2 separate regions of the Oryctolagus cuniculus genome follow, and region 2 is linked to region 1. Evidence: chromatin contacts called from public Hi-C data. All regions are on one chromosome and are shown on one strand. Each heading gives the region's core, a stretch centred on a gene start, on an enhancer-like site or on the middle of the called end of the contact. The rest is flanking DNA. Distances are from core to core; before and after follow the strand shown. Region 1 overlaps LOC138850461 (a long non-coding RNA gene). Region 2 holds the start of TNFSF4 (TNF superfamily member 4).

Region 1 (7,896 bases), core at 1,744-4,243:
AAGGCAGAGAGACAGAGATATTCCATCTTTTGGTTCACTTCCCAAGTGCCTGTAACAGCCAGGGCTAGAGCAGGCTGAGGCAGGTGAGTAGAACTCTGAGTCTCTGCTCTGGGTGGCAGAGGCCTAAGTACTTGGCATCGTCTGCTGCTTCCAGGATGCACACTAGCAGGAAGCTGGATTGCAGGCAGAGTAGCCTGGACTCACACCAGGTTCTGTAACATGGGATGAGGGTGGCCTCAGTGGTGACTTAACTGCCATGTCAAATCTCTGCCCCGATTTATTTCTTTGAAAGTTTTCTTTACTGTAGTTCTGGTTTTAGGAAGAAGTGAATGTAATAAATCTGCCAACTGAACCCGGAACCTCTGATAAAATGCTGCCTTTCTTTTGTACAGAACTGATTTGGTCTTCTTTAGGAAGACCCATATGTTGGTGCCTAAGGGAGGATTCCGTTCATCCTGGATTCAATTAGTTCAATCAGATAATTCAGTCAGTCCTTTAGAGTGATACTCAGCTTCTGTAGATAAAAACAGCTACATTCTCCAGTTGTGCCCATTTCTTCCTGGATTTCTTGCAGAGAGGTTATCAGATACCTGATAAGGGGCTTTAAGGGGAAGACTTTAAGTCCTGTGTTCTCTGGAATCCAGGTGAGGTTTGTGTTTACCTGGCTGCTGTGTGCTTTGCTGGCATTTGCTGTGAAGTTGGTGGCTGGTTCCTCCATGTACCTCCCTGTTTGCTCAGAACCTATGAGAGCCCCTTTGGCTAGCCTTGCTCACATGTGGCTCTCACTGGCTGCATGCCCTGTGGTCTCCAGCAAGGCCTGCCAAACCCTGGTCCACCGCAGCCTCTGCAGCCACTGGAAACCCGATGGACCCTTGACTCATCTCTGACTCCCATGGGAACCAAGGACTGCTTTGGAAAGTTGACCTTAAGAGACTTCCTCTACATGGCTTCCTGAGTGATACAGTCATACACCACGCTGGTATATGGCAGGTGCCTCCAGAGGGAGCAGGCATTAAACAACCCCCTCACTTTGGTGTTACATGTACATGCCTCCTCTCTAAGGGCCAACACTTGGAAGGCAGGCAACTGGGACACACAGGGTTAACGGTCTTGCTCTCCAGCCTACCCAGCTTGCTGTCTTTCATGAAAAAATGGAGGCATGTGGTCTTCTCTTTTACTTCTAGCCTCATTCTTTCTGTCTCTGAGCAGTGAGGCCCAGAAACCTATCAACTCCACACCACAGGCCTTCTCCAGGAGTTGGGCCTTTGATGTAGTGAATATGAGTTCAGAAATGTCCTGTCTCAAGACAATAGACTGTCTTCTGAATGTTTCTACTTTGTGTATCAGAAACTGAACATTAGCATGTTTTTTCTCACTTCCTAACATATCTTAGTGTTTCCGCAGACAAACATAACCCGATAGGCTGACCACAAAAGGCATAAAAGAGAAGCAGGGTAATTTTACTCCTGCGTTTGTGATGTAATCACATTGACGCAGTTGGAAAAGAATCAGAAAACCAGGGGCTGGCTAGACATTGAGTACCTCAAAAATGTTTTGGACTCTGGGAGTCTTGTTTCTGAAACTGACACAATCCTGGGTCTTAGGGCAACCATCTAGAGTTAGTTGTGCGAAGTCAGGTCATTACTTAATAGCATTTCATTTGTAAGAGAATTAAGTGAAAGGCTTGTAAAACACTGCTGAGAGCTTCCTAAGCGTCAACATTGCCCGTATTGGTATTACTTATATTACCCTGTAACATTTGGAAGAAGCCCTTTGGCATCATTTAAACACTTCAGAGCTCAGGATGTTTTTAAATTTTGCTGTTTTAGGGCATTTCCACTCCAGGTGACCTAGAATTCTGGGGAAACATCTTTGGACTACAGATGTAGAGCTGAAGAGAGAAATCATAAAGCTGAAGAGAGAAATCAAGGCACTAGGAACATTTAGAAATAATTAAGGGCGGCATTGATGAACAAATAATTGGCCTTGCTAAAGATACTGCTTTCAGTGATGGTTGCCCCAACTTTGTCAACTTTACTGTGTTTTAATGGTTTGATAATGGGTTTGCAATCCCAGAGTTGGTGGCTGTTTCTAATTGAGCTTAAAATGAACAGTGATATAACATTTGTAAATGTAAGGAGTCCTTTTTAAGCTTTCATTTAATTTGGTAGGGTTAATAAAATGATAATTTTATATCTTTAGTTTAAAGCACTTAGAAGGGATTGAAAGTGCCAAAATTTTAAGAAAGATTACTTTGGGGTTAGGAGATTGTTGAGTGGTTTTTGTGTCTTCTTTTCTCTTTAAATCTATGCTTTTAAAATATGATGCTATTTTTATTATTAGAAAAAAAAGGTAAAGAAAGAAGAAAAAAGGATAAAAAGATACTATAGAATTAACTTTTAAATCTCAATATAATAAAGATATTCACCTTATTAGCTTAGATTTGAACTTTACTCGGCATGTCTTCTGTTTCACCATTCCACTTGAACTTGCATACATTAAAACAAATTTTTTTTGAAATGGCTCAAATTTAAATACAACATCCTATTAATCCAGTGGCAGGATGCTGGATGCTAAAGATTAGTTTAGGAATAATGATCTCTGCCTAGTGGTGCATTTCATGAGTGTGTTGCACTTAAGACAGAATGTGACAGGGCTGCTACCCTGGGGTTGCAAGGAAAACTGAGAGATTTGGTATGCATTTTTATTACCTGGTTTTTCTACATACAGTCACTCATATGAGCAGAAGATAGCCACAAGGCAGTTGAAATAAAGAGACATTTAAAAAATGGGACAGGTGCACTCTGTTCTCTTCGCCTGTGATATGAGGTACGGAGTCTTCTTCTCTCTGAGTCTCCTTTTCTGTGATTAAACATTGAAGCTGAGAAAAGAAAAAAAAAAAAAAAAAGAAAGAAACACTCTTCTCAGGAGCGGCCACATGGTGGTGCAGTGACTCCTCACAAAAATGGTGCTTGGCTTCCCTGGAAGCAGATTACACCTCGACATTGAGTCACTCAAGGCCTCCAGGAGATGATTGCAAAGGAAGAGGGGCCGTTCCACGTGCTTATGATTTTCAACCAGAACAGAAAGTTCCTAATTTTCCTGTACACAAAACGTATTAGACCTCTACCAAAGGTATGGATGAGACTTAATTTCTGGTCTTTGTCTGAAGGAGATATTTGAGTAGTATATTTTTAAACTGCTATTTCGTTTGTTCTCCTTAAGATCATGAATAAAAAAAGTGTGCTCATTTACTATGTGCCTCAACAGCCTTTGTCCTTCAGCTTAAGATAGCTGTTGGTTGGCACTGCATCCCCTCTGGTTCCCTGATTCTTCTCCTTTCCTTCTCAGCCAAGTCCCCTCACATCTGTAATTAATTCATGCTTCAGCTCCCCACATTTGGAAAGCCACAATCACATCTTAAAGTCACCTGTGAGCTTCATAGTGTTGAAACAAGGATGCTTTCTCAGTACTTCTGCCCCATCTTAAACTCTTTGGTTGACTTTATCTAGACTCCAGTCAGTCCTGGCATTCCTCTTGTTTCTTCAGTCCCTCCTTTCTGGTCTCTATGACCTCTTCTTTTTCTGTGTATCTATTAACTATCCCTTGTTCTATCCCTTGTATATCCCAAGGGGTCGATCCTTTGCCAAGGTCTTCATTTATCTTTATGTACTTTGCTTGGGAAGTCTCATCATTGTCGTTGTTTTATCTGTCATTGGAACATTGATCAATGCCAAACTTCATCTTTAGCTTTGACCTCATATGTGATCTGTGGTCCCATATATCTTACAGAAGTCTCAAACTCAACATTTCTGGAACTGTCTTCATTGTAATTCTCTGCATGCCAGCTCCAGTCCTTACCACTAATCCCCCAAATATATCATGACTCTTTTATTTCTAGCTTAATGCCTGGCGTCACCATGTAAGTTGCCCAAACCAGAGAGACTGAGGAGTCATGTAAGACTTATTTCCCTGAACCTCCCATAATCTAGGCAGTTAGCAAGATCTAATGGTGTGTGCTCTTAAATGTTTTCTCAAGGGGCTGGTGTTGTGGCATAATGGGTAAAACCACCACCTGTGATGCCAACAAGCAATATGGGTGCTGATTCCTGTCTGACTCACTACCTATTAATAGCCTAGGGAAAGCAGCAGAAGATGATCCAAGTGCTTGGGTTCCTGCCACCCACATAGGAGACCTGGATGAAGCTTCTGGCTCCTGGCATTGGCCTGACCCAGTCTTAGCATTGCAGTTATATGGGGGAGTGGGTCAGCAGGTGGAAGATCTCTCTGTTTCTCTCTATCTCTCTCGCTCTCCTTCAGATAAGATAAATAAATAAATATTTTTAATAATCTGTTTAGAAATGTCTCAGATCTGTGTCTTTAGCCCTATCCCTACTATCCATCTTGTTGTATAGGCCCTCATCATCCCTAGCCAAGAATGATGACGTACATGGTTTCCTTTCTCCTCCTGTCTTGCTGCTCTTAAATCTGTCCTCTACAATGTAGACAGAATACTTTCTCCAAAAAACAAAACTTAATCATTTCACCTCCTCAGTTATGCATGTATGGTGGTTCCTGATCATTCAGATAAGATTACAGAGCTCTTAGCAGTAGTTTACACAATCCTGCATGCCTGGCTGACTGATTCCCTCTCTTCTCTTCTTGTCTCATCTCGGTCAGTTCTTGTTCCACAATGTTGTAGTCAAATGTTATTTGGCTGCTTCTAGCCCCTTACCTCTTTCCCACCATTTATGTCTTTGGCTTTATTTGTTTTCTTCCCTGTGTCTCAAACCCCCTTTCAACCTTTCTTTGTCTTGATAGCTCTTGCTCATCTTTTAACATTCCCATCACATGATGCATCCTCTAGGAAGCTTCTTTATATTGCTGGGCCAATCAAACTATTCTCTCACTCTCATAGCACCTGTATTTACCTCTCTCTTAGAAATTCCCATGTTTTGAAATGACATGTTTTTGTATCTGTCCCCTCAGTAGGCAAGAGCTCCTCTAAGGGTAGGAACATTTTTTTTATCCAATTCTTAGCCGAAGGATTAGTGCATAGTGAATGCCTGATACATTCTTGTTGAGTAGAATTTAGCATTTTTAGGTCCAGAGGCCTTGAGGGTGCTCTGTGAAGTCTACTCCAGTTCTGAGAAGACTAAGCTATACTTCTGTCTGCAGCCAGCTTCCTGGGAGGAAAAAGAAAGAGTTGAGTTTACAGGGTTTGGGCTCACAGAGAAGTGAGGGGATATACTTTGGCAGAATTGAATGAGTAAAGGTGAGAAGGTTTGTCTGGGGCACAGCCCAGAAACAGTGCTGAACAAGCACCGTGTTTCACTGGTGGAAGAGCAGGATATGTGTTAGGACAGGCAGAATCCAGCTGATTTGAAACCTCTAATGAGGGGCTCGTGAACTGGGGGCTTGTTTCCACAGGCAGACAGAAGCACTAGAGACCCTTCAACAGAGCAAAGACATTTCAGAGCCACATTGCATGAAGGCTAATCTAGCACAGGGTCCACGACGAATCAGCTGAGAGTGGTGAGGCCAGTCAGAGGTGATAGAATTCAACAGGTGCCAGGTGACAAGGAATCACCAGAACAGAAGCATGGGGAAAACAAAGGAAAGAGTTCATTTCTGAGCCACTGAAGTGGAAAATAATAAAAAAAACTGATTGCATGTGGTGATAACAGAGATAAAAGAGTTATGACTTTTTTAAATAAAGCTGGAGAGAGTTGGGGGTACAATTTTTAAAAAGAGAAACTAGAAAGGGCTGGCTTATGGCATTGCGGGTGATTTTGGCTTGACATCTTTGAGATGCTGAAACTTGAGAGAATTTCAATGTTTAGTAGGTATGCATATGAGGCTCTACATGCATCCCAGTGGGTGAATGAATGAATGAAATCTTAATGGACATCTCTATCAGCCAAACAAGACCCACAGTACCAGGTTGCAGGGTAGTCTGACTTAGAAATAGTGATATTTAGGAATTATTGGCTCAGGGTTGTGAAAATTGTGAATACCTGAACTTCTCAAAGAAGACATTCAAGGAAAAAAAGACAGAGTACCCAGATCTCTTGGGGCTTCTCTTTGAGGCAAACAGAGAATGACAATGAGTGTGTAAGGACAGCTAGGTACAGACTTGATGCGCAGAGCCTAAATAGACCATAACTCAGTTGCTCATCCTCAAATAGACCAGGACTGTTTCAACCAATGAGGAAAAAATAGTCAATCATGAAAAATGCTAGTATTTCAACATATATGACATAAAAATAATAAGAATGCTTAAAATCTTCTGCAGGCCAATTAAGAGAAAAATGAATATTGAAAAAAAAAATTGGGAGACTGTGTAAACAGGAACTTTCAAATACAATTACTGACATCCACAAAATATGCAAAGAGGGGTTCAGTTCTCTTCAAATAAAAGACAAAATAGTATGATACAATTTTTTTGCTTAAAAAATTAGAAAAATTAATCCAAAACAGTACTCATAGTAATCAATACTATGAGAAATATATACTTCTTAAAAAAAAACTTATAAAGCTCCATAGTTGGCGAATTAATAATACTTATATTTGACTTTTTGGTCCAGTAAATTCTTGAAAATTAGCTTAAGAAATTGCTTGGGGCCAATGCTGTGTCACAGCGGGTTAACGCCCTGGCCTGAAGCGCTGGCATCCCATATGGGCGCCAGTTCTAGTCCCAGCTGCTCCACTTCTGATCCAGCTCTCTGCTATGGCCTAGGATATCAGTAGAAGATGGCCCAAGTCCTTGGGCCCCTGCACTCACGTGGGAGACCCAGAAAAAGGTCCTGGCTCCTGGCTTCAGATGGGCACAGCTCCAACCGTTGTGGCCAATTGGGGAGTGAACCATCGGATGGAAGACCTCTCTCTCTCTCTTTGCCTCTCCTCTCTCTGTATAACTCAGACTTTCAAACAAATAAATAAATATTTCAAAAAAAAAAAAAACAATTGCTTGTCATCAACACTTAAATACAAAGGAATTCATTTCAGATTTATTTATTAGTTATACAAGGCATAATATGAAGTATTTCTAGCTGGTTTTAATACTTACTAATGCAATTGTTATACACCTTGAATTGTGTTTAATTTTCATTGTACATCTTGCATTGCAGTTGTCATAATTGTAACTTATTTCTTATCCTCATACACATTAGTTATTTTCTTCTAGTTAATATTTCTATTTTCTGATCTATGACATTTAGCTCTCCTCAATTACAATTGCACTTTCTTTCCTTCAATATTCTTGGCTAACTTTTTTTTTTTAAGATTTATTTTATTATTTATTTGAAAGTCAAAGTTACACAGAGAGAGGCCCCAGATGGCCACACAGCCAGAGCTGTGCCAATCCGAAGCCAGGAGCCAGGACTGTTTTCCCACACAGGTGCAGGGGCCCAAGGACTTGGGCCATCTTCCACTGCTTTCCCAGGCCACAGCAGAGAGGTGGATGCGAAGAGGAGCAGCTGAGACTAGAATCCCATATGGGACGCCAGTGCTTCAGGCCAGGGCATTAACCTGCTGTCCCACAGTGCCAGCCCCTAGCTTTATTGTTGTTGAGTCTCGTTTGGATAAGGTTGAGTATCTGATCTCCCCTCATTAACATGTCCTTTAAAGTTCTTCAGATTATATTGGATTCCCATTGACTACACATGAATCAGTGATTTTTTTATTCCTTTGAAAGAAGATTTATTTGAAAGCCAGAGCTATAAGGGTATGGAGAGACAGAGAGAGCTCCTCCATCCACTGATTCAAAACCCTAAATGACCACAAAGGCAGGAATTGGTCCAGGGGGAAGTCAGGAGCCTGGAACTCCATCCTGGTTTTCTACATGAGCGGTGGGGGCCCAGGTACTTGGGCCATTTTCTGCTGCGTTCACAGGCA
Region 2 (7,896 bases), core at 2,500-4,999, 300 kb after region 1:
AGCTATAAATTAAGTATAAAAAAGTGTACATATACAAATTTGATTTCTCCTAGTCTTTTCATAAGATCCAAGAAATCTAGGCCAGCATGTTAAGCTGCCTTTGGTGACACTGGTATCCCCTATGGATGCCAGTTCATGTCCCAGCTGCTCCACTTCTGATTCTGCTCCCTGCTATTGCCCTGGGAAAAGCAGCAGAAAGTGGCCCACAGCCCAAATGTTTGGGCCTCTGCCACCCATGTGGGAGACCCAGATGAAGCTCCTGGCTCCTGGGTTTAGCCTAGTGCAGCCCTGGCCATTGCAGCCAGCTGGGAAGTGAACCAGCAGATAGAAAATCTCTCTTTTTCTCTCTCAACTTTAAATTTTAAATAAATAAATCTTGAAAAAAAAAAACAGTACGAGAACCAACAAATGAATCTGGTCTAGAACATAGTATCTCCAAAAAGAAGAAAATAAATAAAATAAAATAAAATAAAACTTCCCCCAAAGAAGACCCAAGAAATCACAAGCTTAGGCACAAAAATCTGTTAACTCACAGTTTGCCTTTTCTCAAATGTTTGTCCCCAGTCTATGGATACATAAATGACATATTCATAGGATATTCTGAGCAAATCAAGACCAAAAGAGGAGAATGAATTATACTAGGCATGAGTGGGTTCTTTTCTCTGGCACGGCAAAAGTAAAAACTTCTGCTTTTCTTGTATGTAAATGAAACTTGACCCAGGAGAGAGAGAGAACAGATTGCTAAATAAAAATGAAGGGAGAGTTGACTGCCAAATGCAGTTTAAAATCTGTATTTTTATACAGCCATCCACACCAGCAACTGTTTATTAGGTTAAAAATTATCAGGTCAAGAAATACAGTGAAAGGCCTGATGATTTTCCAAATACCCTTCTCCTACAGTAGAAGAGATGCAATCTAGCCAGGTCAACGAGGAGATCAGCTCCCTTTTACCTCTAGTACACACCCCTGTAACACGATGTCTTATAACAGCAGAGGTTTGATTGGCATCACAACCACTACAGTCACCTTCCCCATTCTTGCAAACATTCTTGTGGATGAGTTTTAAACGGCTACTGATCGATGGCCCTTTTGCAAAGCTTCTCTACTACATCCCCTCTCACTCTCTCATGGTGCCACCAGTTGTATTTGATCAGGCTCCAGGGACGACACAGTTGACCTGTCTATGCTATCCATCCCCATAATAAAATATTTACGAATACATGTAAAAAGCCAGGGTGCTGCCTTGGCGCCTATAACAGTATGCGGGAGGTTTAAAACAAAAGTCACCGAAAATGCACATTATGAAAACAAACACTATGCAAGTATTTTAAAAACTTTGCACCAAAATAAACTTATCTTTTAATTCCATTTTTCCACAAACTCTTTAAAGTCCCCTTGTATCAGAAACTATGTTAGCTAAACCAGTCTCGCTAGAAATAGGAAAATGTGTAAGTTCATGTCAAGTGAAGAATTCAGGGAAAATTACTTTCCTTCTCCAGTACGTATTTGGGAGCGCGTTTCCTGATCCAACAGTTCAAACACACTTCCTGTGGTTCTGCTTCCACTTCTGTGCCAGATGTACGGAAAACCAGTTCTCTCCCAGAAGTCAGCTCACCCATGAGCACTTTGTCCTGGAAGCCAGCACTCAGCTTTCCTTCCCAGCTCTGCCACGGACTGCCGGATGCCTTGCCATAAAGAACCCCTGTCTTCTGCAATGTCCAAAGCATTCCAGGCCACGAGCAGGTTGTACCTTTGTCTCACCTTTTTGCTCTCTCCTGCTCAGAGCCCTCATGCAACTGGCTAGCCTCCTTTGCAGCCATGTGCCCTGTCTTTTCATGATCCCACTGTATAAGGAAATTTGTCACGCTGTGGTTGTTTGAAGAAGAATTCTCAGAGCTCCGGGACCTGGTGAATGCATTCAGCTGTTCTATTTTTGGTTACTCTGTTTTCTTCTCGGAAGAGTCTGATTCCGGTCTATGTCTTGGGCACTCTGCCATGGACACATTACTCCACCCCCGCACTCTCCCCGAGTCAACTTTTAATTTTACCCAAAAAGCTGTACACAGAGAACGTATGACGTAAGGAGAGGACAGGTGTGTTGTTGTGCTAACTGGGCCCACACCTGAGCAGGGCAGCAGCTGCGCTTTGGGAACTGGGGGCCGTGAGCACTCTCCGTGCTACAGTGATCTTAATCACCCACACGCTCACCGGTCTCCCCCGTACCGAAAACCCCTATTTCCTGTAGGCAGAAACATGCCCAGGCATTTGCTGCTTTAATTTGAAGTGTCCAGTCTCTGACCTCGTCATCAGTGATAATACTTCCTATTGTCTGACCTTCACCAGGGTGAGAATTCCTGCCCCAAAGCAACCAGCCAGGGAACTGGCAATTTTCAGACCAACCCCAGCAAGACAACACAGAAAGTCTTTAGATTTACCTTCTTTCCTGTGGTACCTCCTGCAGTGAAGAACATCTTTAAAGACCTAACAACATTGGTGTACCTGAATGACTAAGAAAAAGTCATGCAAAGTAAGGGAAGCATGGGACAAGAATAAAGATGGAAAGAATATTGTAGTTAAGCACAAAAACTACCAGAAAGGTGATCACTCCCTAAAAGATGTCTGTGTGAGTGGCTGGGACAGACTCATATCTGATTAAATTCTTGGGGTAAATGTGTGGATACGTGCACACACAGACACCTTCAACATGCAAGGCAAGCATTTGGCATAGTGGTTAAGATACGGGATGGGATACCCCAACCCATATATGAAAGCCTGGGTTCCAGTCCTGGCTCTGCTCTTGAATCCAGCTTCCTGCTAACGTGCATCCTGGGAGGCAGCAGGTGATGGCTCCAGACTGGAGGACTTGGACTGATTTCTGGTTCCTGGCTTCTGCATGACACAGTCCCAGCTGTTCAGAGTATATGTGGAATGAACCAGTAGGTGAGAAATCTCTTTGTCTGTCTGTCTCTCTCTCCCTTTCGAATAAATAAAATAATAACTAAATACATCTTTAAAAATGAAATACAAAGCAAACTATTTCAAATAACTCAATACCTTCAGCATTCTTTACAAAGCAAATTTCCTTGAATGTCCATGGAATTTATGAATACAATGGCAATCAATCTCTTTCTTACCTCTTTTGCTATTGATTCTCTGCCCACACTCATTAGCAGAATGGATAAACCAAGTACCAATGACCCAGATCTTCAAAGTGGCAGCTCATAAAGGAATACCGGGATTTTTGCAATGCGGAGAAAAAGAAGAAGAAAAAAAGAACCTAGAAGCAGTGCCCTTGGCTTGCCTCTGCTCCGCCACCTCTGAAAAGAAGGAAGGAAGGAGAGACAGCAGGATGTTTGACCACACTTTATGACTGCTGCGGGGAGAAAAAATACTCAACTGTTTTGGCATCAGCTTATTTCCAAGTGACTGTCTGCAGCTGTTACAGCTGCCGTCAGCACAAGCCAGAGGGGAAAAGTGCCCAGTGGGGCATCTTACCTCGGGAGCATGGGAGTGCTGGCAGACGTAGGTGAGGCACAGAAGCAGCCCCAGTGCCTGAACTACGGAGGCCACCAGCAATAGCTTGTTTCTCTCAAACCTTGGCCTTGGTGCGTTTCCCACATTCTCTTCTAGGGGTCGGACCCCTTCCATCTTCACAATCTGGATTCAGGAAAGAAACAGACGTGACCTAGGGAACTGTTCGGGGTAAGACGAGCGTCTTCCCCACAGGGAGGAGAGGAAGGCAAAACAAAGCTTATCAATCAGAAAATAGACAAAGGTCCCAGGACCAGAGATTAAAGGCGATTGAAAGAGCACAGCAGAGTCTCTCAGTTTTAACTCTGCAGCTTCTGCAGCAGGCGGGGGAACTTCTCTGTGACTAATCTGAATTTCCCCTTTACTTTCTTTTTTTTTTTCCTCTGGGCTAACAGGGAGTTGTTTTTGTGGCATTCCAGTTCTGATTTGAGTGACTGTGAAATGACAGTCACAAACGTGTGCTATTTTCTTAATTTCTCATTGCACCAGTAACCAAATTGTGGGTCACTTGTTAAAGATCAAGATCATCATCCGTTGATGTATGAGCTCACAAATCCCTTCTTCAAGGTGCCTGAAGTCCCAGAAGAGATTTAAGGAAAGTGGTGGCCTTGAGTCCTTGTGTTTATTATGTAACTAAGCATTTTACAGATTCAGAAATAAAGCACACAGAGACCATTCTTGAAATGAAAAAGAAGAATAAAATAGGATCATGTAGAAATAAGGGAGTAAGACCCTCTAGTTTTATAGTCCTACACATTAAAAATAAGCTAGTATTAACTAGTAAAAGTTGTCATAAATGATATCAAAGTCACATATAACACCTCATTTGCATCTACCATGTTTCTAAAACTGTGTTAGATGCTCTTACAACCCTTTTCTTATTTAAGCCTTTGAGGCAAATTCAGTAAACACTTACATGATCAATTTTCTGCAGAGCCAAAAATAAGAGTTTTAAAAAGTGCTTTTTCCCACTCCTCTGCTTTACATTTTCCCTATACATAATTTTTGCATGAATGAATAATTGAATAGACATAAATAATTCTTGGAAGTTATTCCTTTCTTTGAAGTCCCAGCTGGACTCAGAAGCTTGGCAAGTGAGAATATTCTACCAGGGGTAGGAATTTAACGTGGTAGTCAAGTTGCTAGTTAAGACACCCCTGTCTCACATTCCGCACACCTCCTGACTGCAGCTTCTACTGATACACCATCTGGGACACAGTGGTGACAGCTCTAGGACTTGGGTCCCTGCCACCTACACAAGAGACCTGGGTTGAGTTCCTGGCTCCTGGCTTTGGCACCCTGGCTGTCACAGTCATTTACAGAGTGAACTAGCAGATGGAAACATTCTCTCTGTGTGTCTCTCTGCCTCTCAAATTAAATGTGTGTGTGTGTGTTTCTATCAATAAATACTGCTTATACTGTATAACTGAAATATATATGAAATAAAATGAGTTATAAAATTATGTACAATGTCAAGTTGAACTTGGCAAATATTTACTGAGTATGTATCATCAGCCCAGACTTAATAGACAACATGGAGAGGTTGGGCAAGGACTGGGTTAGACAGAATTCTGTCTCTCTTCTGTGTTAAGATATTGTGTCTCAGAACTCCTCATGAGACACTCAACAGGTATGTATAGAAAGAACGGAGTAGGAAATATTTTGGATATCATCAGTATGAGTTGTTATATACAACTTTATTTCACAGAAAATGGGTATGAGGCATATTCGAGAGAGGAACAGTTTATAGAAAATGGAAAGGGTGCTTATTATATACAGTGCTGATGAAAATATGAACTAATACCTTCTTTATAATTATCATGCCTTGCATTTGCAGAATACACCGGTCTTCAGAGTTGGTTTTCATCTGAAAGATAACAAGGCACCATTATCGTAACTCCAAGTCAGAAATAGAAATCAAGTAAATTCCTTCAAAGCATATCTGTAATAATTATTCCCATGAGCAAACTATGTGTAACCTAGAGCATGTGGAGAAAAATACTGAAGGAAGAATCAGTGTGTAGGGTCCAGTTCTTGTGTAACAGCTGATAGTCATAAATGAGGCACTGATGTCAGTAACTATTTACTCATTTATTTTCAACAGATGACTAAAATATCACAGCAAAAAGCCTCAAATACTACAGGAAACTAGAGAAAAGCCAGAAAAAGAAACAGTAAAAATTATTCATGTTGAAAAGCAGAGAGAATATTTTTAAATAACTGCCAAAAGGATTAAAAACAAACATTTACAACACACATAATTGTACCTCAAATAGCACTGCTTCTAGGTGTTAACATCATCACTTTTATGAAGAAAAATTGTTTTTCTTTATAGAATATAAGAACTGTGCAGCATAATGAATGTCCATTGTTGTGTTGTCCCAAGACGGCACATAATCAGCTACACCAACACTGAGGCCTGCCTGCCTGTGGCGCACCTCTCATCTCCCCTGTCTCAGCCTCCACCGCCATATTTTGCCTAGCTATAGTTTTGATTGAGGTCTAAGTGATATTTTATACTTTGTCATTTCTTTTTCTTATTGAACATTCTCACAATTTCTTCACATTTGTTATGGAGAGAGAACATATGCAAACACACATACACACACATAGAAATTGGACTGGAAGTTCAAGGTGAGAAGGTCAGAAAGGTTATATAAGCATTTCAAAGCTCATCATTGGACTGGTCTAGCATTTGAACAAATGAAACCACCATCACAGATATCATTCATGGATCCTAGCATTGTGGCACAGTGTGTTAAGCCTCCATTTGTGATACCTGCATCCCATATGTGAGTGCTGGCCCATGTCATGGCTGCTCTACTTCCAATCCAGCTCTCCGCCAATGAGTGTAGGAAGACAGCAGAATATGGCTCAACTAGATGGGTTCCAGCCACCCACATGAGAGACCCTGATGTAGTTCCAGGCTCCTGGTTTCAGCCTGGACCAACCCCAGCCATTCTGGCCATCTGGGGAGTGGAACAGTGGCTGGAAGATATTCTTTTTCTCTCTCCACCCCTCTCCTCCTTGTCTCTATCACTCTGTGTGAAATAAATAATGAGTAAATCTTAAAAAGAGATAGAGAGATCATTGATAGCATTTTAGTCTCAGATAAGTGGATGATTTCCATCTTGAAAATGAGTTTTAAAAAACAAAATTGAAATGTTTTTAAAGAAGTCAAGCATTTTACTGCACATATGGGCAATTGTTTTTAAAGCGTCTTAGACCAATCAAATTCTCAGACAGCTCAGAGTACACCAGTTTGGAATGAAACCTTGGAAACTAAAATAAGCCAAAGGAAATCTCCTCCCACAGATCGCAGGTCCTCTAAAGTTAGTAGCCAAGTCAAGACTACAGAAAAGTATGGAAAATAAAACAACCTCAATAACTGACCTGAGACCTCATGCTCAGAAAGCAGCAAAAACTTTTGGGTTTTTTGTTGTTGTTTTGGTTTGGGGGTTTTACTGTTGTTGTTGTTTGGTTTTTCAGTCTTTTGATTTTGGGGGTTTTTGTTTGTTCATTTGGGGTAAAATCTGCTGTTTTCATTTGTTTCAAAGTTGAATTCACATTTGGCCATTCAGCAAGCCTGAGTTGGGCACCTTCACCTTGGTGCTAGGGGGAAACACATGAAAAAAACCCGAAGACAGGGAGGCAGGAAGGTAGGGTGCATGGGGCAAGTGCCACTCTGGGCTGTAATGAGGACCTGGAAGCAATCATATCTTCAAATGTCAAAAACTTGTTTAATCATCAACCAGCTCCAGATCATGATGTCACCATGCTACCTAATAATTTCACCACGATGGGACCTCAAAACCCCAAATTGGTTTTGACTCCCCTTTGTAGGACTATCCTGGGCAATGAGACCCAGGCTTTCCTCCTCTTTGCCACCCCCATGGATTCTGACCAGAGGACTTGTCACCCCTCACTTGACTTCTAACTGTTCTCCCTACTTCCACTCTACTTGATCTCCAATCCCTTCTGCTCCTGAAGCTCAGTGAGATCATGATGCCACCCAGCGCTTCCATCCCACCAAGGATGAAATTCCGTAGCCCCACATTGAAGTCACTCCAGGACGGAGCCTCATGTTTCATCTCCAAACTCATCTCCCCCTGTCTCCTGATTCTTTTCTGATATTCATTCTACTTCAAATGTCTTACCCCTCGATCTCTGGCCATCAAAACCTGTACACTGCACACTTCCTCATGAGGGGCTGACTTTCGAGGTAGTAAGCTTACAATGTCCCAGAGGAGGCTAACCAAAAACCTCAAAGGAATGCTGTTCAGAGAGCTCTGGCATAGAGTAGGAAGTTTATAGGATCAGTGGTTCTCCAAACCTACTTGAGTATCTGGATCACTGGGAGACCTT

The links. Hi-C and Micro-C count contacts between places; a contact is called where the count stands out from the background.
Region 2: a contact with region 1 is called in a Hi-C map of skin fibroblasts, with 3 times the contacts expected there. The contact joins the promoter of TNFSF4 here to the enhancer-like site in region 1. A contact is called at or near these places in 6 of 6 Hi-C or Micro-C datasets (ear pinna, embryonic fibroblasts, liver and 3 more).

What each region holds. Positions count from the first base shown.
Region 1 is chr7:1,485,123-1,493,018 of mOryCun1.1, forward strand. All of the region lies in intron 1 of LOC138850461 (a long non-coding RNA gene), which reads left to right. Among named protein-coding and RNA genes, the nearest start is that of FASLG, 150 kb to the left of the region's middle. Within about 2 kb of position 2,994, at least 1 of the 8 cell types and tissues checked has an H3K27ac peak or open chromatin away from gene starts, as enhancers often do.
Region 2 is chr7:1,789,340-1,797,235 of mOryCun1.1, forward strand. TNFSF4 (TNF superfamily member 4) reads right to left here and starts at 3,750. Exons shown (of 3, transcript NM_001081985.1): 1 at 3,496-3,750. The coding sequence starts at 3,648.